2 separate regions of the Ctenopharyngodon idella genome follow, and region 2 is linked to region 1. A link is a contact called in public Hi-C data. All regions are on one chromosome and are shown on one strand. Each heading gives the region's core, a stretch centred on a gene start, on an enhancer-like site or on the middle of the called end of the contact. The rest is flanking DNA. Distances are from core to core; before and after follow the strand shown.

What was found. A called contact is a pair of places that touch in the nucleus more often than the background predicts.
Region 2: a Hi-C map of muscle shows a contact between it and region 1, with 5 times the contacts expected there. The contact joins the promoter of LOC127497730 here to the promoter of rspo2 in region 1. A contact is called at or near these places in 2 of 2 Hi-C or Micro-C datasets (both in muscle).

Annotation. Positions count from the first base shown.
Region 1 is chr16:18,920,298-18,923,744 of HZGC01, forward strand. rspo2 (R-spondin 2) reads right to left here and starts at 1,546. Exons shown (of 5, transcript XM_051865499.1): 1 at 628-1,546. The coding sequence starts at 730.
Region 2 is chr16:19,074,889-19,078,542 of HZGC01, forward strand. It overlaps LOC127497730 (transmembrane protein 74), which reads right to left and starts at 2,227. Exons shown (of 2, transcript XM_051866421.1): 1 at 2,129-2,227; 2 at 1-768. The coding sequence starts at 709. LOC127497731 (a long non-coding RNA gene) reads left to right here and starts at 2,328. Exons shown (of 2, transcript XR_007925639.1): 1 at 2,328-2,755; 2 at 2,949-3,654.

The DNA of each region.
Region 1 (3,447 bases), core at 296-2,795:
TCTTTTTAAATTCAGACAGTAAACGTTTTAAAACACCTTAAGGTATAGGGGAAAATTGCATTCTTGGATTCACTTCAGTAAGCCGAAAAATAAATACAACAAAATAAATAGGCTACAAGGACGAGTAACAGGTTATTTATTCAATTTTATGTTAAAAGTGTCTCATTTTTAACATTTTGGCAACATACGTGTGACTAAAACTACGGTTCCCTGAGGTACCTTAGTATGTAAGCTATTAATCGAAATGTTGTACGTTTAAACGTGAAATGAAATGATCCATGAACATCACTTGAGAAAGACAGCGAACCTCATTCTACAAAAATCACCATGGTGACGATATTTTTCGCCAAAATAATAGTTAAAACTAGTTATTTTTACTGTTGTAAAACTATGGCAACTCGCCACCGCTTCCATCAAAAATCGAAATAAAATGACAAAAAGATTCTGAAAGCGTACTACGGTTACCATGGTAATTTTTTTGTGATGAGAAGTAGCGTAACATCAGGTGGGACTGTCCCTGTCATACGCTTACCGAAAGTCTGTCCATGTAGAATCGTCAGCTAAATGGCTAATTTGTTAATTAATATGCTAAAGCATCTATCAAAGCCACATGCACAGTTCACTCACCTCTTTTGTTTCTTCTCCAGCGGTGAGACTGCTGCGTCTGACAGTGGCTGTAGTCCACACAGTTCAACACGATCAGCGCAAATGAGAACAGGCGAAACTGCATCTGGGCGGCTGTATGATTGTCCCGACTCACGGTAGAAAGCGTCAAAGGTACTCGCCGCGAGCCTTCAAGGTCCGTATAAGAGGTTTCAATATGTATATTTTTCCACAGAGGAGCAGGGAGTTGAGGAGTCCGGACTCGGTTGTGTCACACATTAGAGGGGTAGAGAAAACACCATTTCTCACCACCGGTTAATGTCATTTTAAAGAGCGAAACGTGCTTTTTTTTAACAATAAAAAGTGTCTCGTTAATGTCTGTGGAGAAAGAAAAGCTTTTAACTTGAGCTTCTTTGAGTAACAATTACACCTTGATGGATCAATGTGTTTGCGAGTGAACTATTTCATTCAAAAGAACTTAAGGAATTAGCGAATCTCCAAAAGCGCACGAGACGCGGGATGCCTTCAAAAGTAGATGCACAGAGCGAAAGAAATATACCTGCGCGAGTCCAGTCCAAAAAAAAAGAAGAGAAACTTAGCCTATACATCAAGTTCCTTCCGACTGCCAAAGTGGACTTGGAACATCCAGCATCCCTCTCGCAGGAAAAGTTTAGTCCTTTCGTCCCCTAGACAGAGTGAGAAAACACATGGATGCAATAGTCTGCAAAAGCTCTAGAATAAACCCTTGAGGTGCATGAGGATGTGTGTGTAACTGTGGCATATGCTGCAGTGCTCGGCTGGTGATGGAGTATCACTCTACTGGTGCTGATGCTATATAGGCGCTGCTGTCACGTGGAGACTCCAAGATCTTGTGGGGCTTTTCGGAGCACTTTCAGAAGCCCCTCGGCCAGAGAGGGCTGTTTCCCCCCTCCTTATTTAAGTTTTAGAAGATGACAAATGGAATTTCTCCTACTGTATCTATACAACACAGATTAGCTTCCCCAGGGTCCTAGTGCATTGGTTTGAATTAGAAGTAGTGTGCATTTTATCATCTATTCACTTGTTTTTTCCTCCACTAATTCATAAATCTGACACATTTATATAAAACCCAGTAACATCGCAGAAAATACAGCTTATAATACTGCATATACACTACCTGAACTGCAATCTTCATTCTACTGTTTCATCCTGTTGGGAAAACAAAACAGACAAACAAATATTAAAATAGCCTACGATGGTTTTGCTGGTCTTTACTAGTCTCCGTGAGCACTTTTCAGATGGGAAGACTAGCTTGGCGACCCAATAAACCAGATGAACTCTTGCTTGGCCAGATGGAGAGACCAGTTTAAACCTGTTAAGACCAGCAAACCTACTTGTAATGGTTTAATTTTTTTTTTTTTTTTTTCAGCAGGGATGAAACCACAAAACTAAAAATATACATTATTACAAGGAAAAATATGCGTACTCATATGATCCCAGGTATAATGATGTAAATGTCTCAGTTTTAATGTAAACACTCAAAATTTAAAGACTGCAATTTCTTTTTATATATTAGGATTAAAATAACTTAATCTCTCTATTCAGGTCGATTAGAACAGCTTTCATTTAAGATATTAACATTAGTTTAAACAAGTTTTTAAACCATTTAAAGTACAAAAAGAATGAGTGCTGAGGCAATTTTCCTTTAGAAGCTTCTTTGCCAAAATGGACATTAATTGCTTTGAAATGCAAGAAATGTTTTACCCAGCCTGACCACTAGGTGTGGCACTTAATCTTTTATTTATATATCAATTTTTTTCCATGTTCTTTGACTACATCTTAAAGCATCTTTTCCCCTTCAGTCAGTTTGGCTCAAATTAGCTAGAAATCTTCCAGGTTAGGTTAAGGTGTGAAGCACGTGATTCAGGTACCAATACACTTATAACAAACAGGTGTTATTCAAGGCAGCACTTTGTGTATTTCACAGAAAAGTCCATCCGTCCTTAAAAACAGTCCACACAGACCCTCCGTTACCCTCCTCAGAAAAAAAAAAAAAAAACCTTGTCATTTCTAAGTGATGACGCTCTCTTCTTCAGAGCCCTTTGATGTTCAGATCAAAGTGAAATTCTGCCAAAGTCAATGTTAATTATATGACAGCTATTTGTCTCTATCAGTACAACACAATAGAGTTTCATTTCTCATTAAAAAAAATCTTATTGAAGATAAGTATTTATTCATCTGCCTTCATTACTAGAGTTGTATCAGGTTGCTTTTAGAGTATCTGAAGACTTTCCATCTCGGTTTACTATACCCTTTTACTGGATAGACATTTAAGTGCATACTATACATAAAACCTAAATATAAACCTGAAGCACCTGAAGTGATTCCCTGTCAATATAAAGCTTCTGCATTAGGACAGACTCTGTAATGATCTCTCATATTACAGAAAAAAGCTACTCTATATATAGGCCTGCCCTTGCAAAAACGCATTTGCAAGTTGGAAAACAAGACTCAAGAAATAATCCCGACAAAAATTTATTAGGGAACATGCGTTGTATATTTTAATTATGTGGCCTGTTTTTGAACAAATGCCTTAACCTTTTCACGTAGGGAAAAAGGAATGAACAATGCGAAAAAGGGAAAGATTATGTAGCCCTCTTAACCAAAACCTACGTTGACCTTTTCATTTGGGTGTTTGTTTATTTATTTTAAGTGAAGTGACAGACGTTGTGGTGGACAACCTTCTCAGCCGCACGTCTGCTGTTGGTCTGGATGTCTTACTAAAACAACATCTGAGACAGCACTCCTAAGGTGAATGTGATAATTAAGGGCTAGGAGGGTTTTATTTTCGTAATGTGTCATGGC
Region 2 (3,654 bases), core at 977-3,476, 160 kb after region 1:
TCCTGTACATCTCACCCTTCCATATCGAAATCATTAGCAGAGTGGACAGCACCACTCCGCCTAAGGTGAGAAGGCAAAGGCCTGCGATAACGCACCTGTCCAGGTGTGCACCTATTCTGGCACTCTCGTTTTCGAGTCTTTCCATTTCGCGTGCGGTGACATTGTCTGGGTTCACTGTGACGTCACGAGGGACCGTGTACGATATGATCACCAGCGAGATCCCGGTGATGAGGAATGTAACTGCGCTGATGAACCCATAATCCACGGATTTCCCAGAACTCTCCGAGCTGAGATCGATGTCAGACATCAGCGACAACTCCTGGAGGCCCTCGGGACGTATTTCGCTCGAGGAGTCGTGGAGCGAAGTTGCATGGCGAGCGCTTTTCTCGCTCGTGTCCGGGGTGGCCAACCGGAGATTGACGTTTTCATCAATGTAAGTGAACGAGGTCTCCAGCTCCTCGTCACAACACACCCTGACCTTCTCTGAGGGATGATGGCGGTGCTGGCCATGTTGTCCTCTGAGGGGAGCCGTCCTTGGTGCTGAATTACACTGTCCCTCACAGGCAGGCACCTTCAGAGTGGGAGAAGCTTCTTCCACCGAACTGTTTAGCCTGTGAACATGAAGAGGACTAGAAGACCAATCCAGTACCCCAGGGGGATCGGGTCTTGCCCCTCTATTATCTATGTAGAGTAACTCCACTGAGGCCATCAGATCCACTCCCACGGATCACCTTGATTTCCTGCAGCATCAAGCCATGCTCACTATACCTATAAACACAAATTACAATAATTCAGATGAGAAATCAACTCACAGAATCTACATTGTAGTTAGAGATCGACCAGTTGTTGTTGTTTTTTTAACAGTTATTTGTACATTTAAATGGCTGATAGCCAATATGAATAACATTTTTGTTGTTGTTGTTGTTGTACAGTACGTCTACTTTTGAAACAATGATAACTAAATAGCATACTGCAATAAAAAAACATAGCCTATTCATTATGAATATTCCAATATTAATAATTTAATATATTGCACATTTTACCTTTGCTGCATGCTATTAGCCTACGATTAAAATTCTTATTTGCTCTTGACAAACTATATAACTATCATTAAATACTATGTGACAAGCATTTCTGTAAAAGACCTCACTTAAACATTTTTCATTGAAATTTACAATGCTCTGAAATGTTTCTGAATTGGTGCATATTTGAGCCAAACCTGTTTGAGCACACTACACCATTTTGACCATATGTTTACTTTATACAAAGTGTTACTGCATTTTGCCTTTGCTGGTCATGCAGTCTAGCGTACTACAGCACGTGTCCCTGATTTCAAGCACAACCGTGACTCATGCATACTATTTACTGCTTTAACCCATTATGTACACTACAATGGGTTAGCAACGGTTAATGACTGTATTTGAACGAAATACTTCGCCTCTGTAATGAAAGACGATTAAAGTTACTGATTAGTCCTACTGCTTCAATATCCAATTAGCAAAGCAATCCGTATAAAACCAAGATAAGCTATAAGTCCCTTTTAAACGCACGGCTCAACGGCCGATGGGGATATAGGCACTTCACTGTAGAGATCGATATAATCATGATACATTTGTTTTATGGGCGATGTCATGTAAATGTAGTCTAAATATTTGAATAACCAATATTCATATTATTTTAATTTATTTCATTACATTTATGCAAAGTTTTTTTGAAATCCATCTAAATTAATTTTCATCTTTAGAATTAATATTAAGGAACAATAACCAGTAAACTTGAAAAGCGCGAATATATCAGTATAAAAAGGTGTCAAACGATTATTGGTCTATATATGCTACACGAAAAAAAAGACAATAAAGTCATCCAACAATTCACAATATCTGCAATAACTAACACATTACACTGTTTACGCAATAAACACTGATTTAAAACGGGTATATGACAGACACATATAGGCTATACAGTAGTTTTGGCACGTGTCCATAAGGCTGCATCGTTACACTCATCAATAGGTCATAGAATATCCCCTAGAAAAAGCGACACAAACAGGACACATTTCGCATCTCGCTATATTTAGACGCTAAATACACATTGTTTCTTTGGTATAATCAATCGTTTTTGTTAATACCTTCTCGTCTGATGAACATTTTGGCCTCCCGGCTGCTGCTCTCCGCCGTTCTCCCTCCCACGCTCCGTTTTAAAGATGAACTGAGCTCTTAATAGCAAAATTACTAATTCTACTATGGCAAAGGCCTTTTCATGAATATTCATTAGGTAGTGATGACGTTTCCCGGTAACCTTCCTATGGGGAAGTGTTTGAGAATGAATATAAAATAGATTGTGCTGACGTACCTTAGTTACCGTCCTATAGCGAATGTTTGGCTATTGAATATCAATTAGGTGTTGCTGACGTTGCTTGCTAACGTTCCAATGGCTAAGCAGCCGGTTATGAATATTAACAGCCAAGTCTTCGCCATAGTAATATTCGTAAATTTTCTTCCGGCAGCTACGCCTCGCAGATTTACATCACTATTGCGTTGTCAAGTAAATCATAAGAGGTTTATAATGGTATTGGAACCATGTGAATTTAGGTTCTCGGAAGCGAAAAGTAATTATCACCACCATAAAACTGGAAACTAACGTTACAGCATGGAGACATTTCCTACTACGACCAGTAAGGAGCAGCGGCTGTGCTAAACCACACCTATTCTACACCATCTGCTCTGTGGTCCTTTGAAAGCTTGAAAGATTACTGGTCAGTTTGAGCAAGGTCTATGTAATCTAATTTTAATCTACATAATCTACCACAACCAGCTCATATTCTTCAAAATGACCCTGTAAACACATGAACAATACCTTTATATGATTTTTACACATGGACATGTTGAGATTTATTTCAAACATTTTCAAGGTGTAGTCGGAAATAACAATCAATTTTATTCCAACAGATGCGTGCTACTGTGTTTACCAATACAAAGGATGACTTCGGCTCAAAGCCAGGCAAGTTCCCATTTAACAGATGAGTCTGCAGAGAAGTGGGGCTTACTCAGCCAGAGATTAATGTCCCAGGCTGGTGGAGGCTCAGCTCAGGGAGTACGAGGTGCACAGTCATGAATTCCCATCTGTCACTGCTGGCTTTATAAACATAGGTGGAGTAGCTGTATACTGCAGTCAATTTGGACTATTTTCAACAGGACGGAAGTCTCAGAAGGGTGCACAGCTTATTTTGTGCTTCGCACCCCTCAGAGATTTCCATACCGTCAACTGCCAGCTGAGCCAATTCTGCATGCTTTGCCAAGGACAAAATTGAGTTTCAGAGCCTTGGGTACCAACCAAGTCACCTTGGAATGTACAGAAGCATGCTGTGGCTCGTCAGTCTATTCTCATGTTGTTTGGACCAGGTGATTACACAGGCATAGAGTGACACGTAGTCGCTAAACAACATCACACAGCAGCAAGAAACTTGCAGTCACATACCTTTGATCTTGCATCTCTATTAAATAAAGGCAAAATGAAAGGTTAAAAGCCCTAAATAAAACTTAATAAATTAACATTTATAAACTGCAAAATCAGAGTGGAACAAACTAGTATAAATTTTGGTTTTGATTTGATTTCTGCAAGACAGTCAGTTTCTCAGAAGCAAGAATGTGAAAT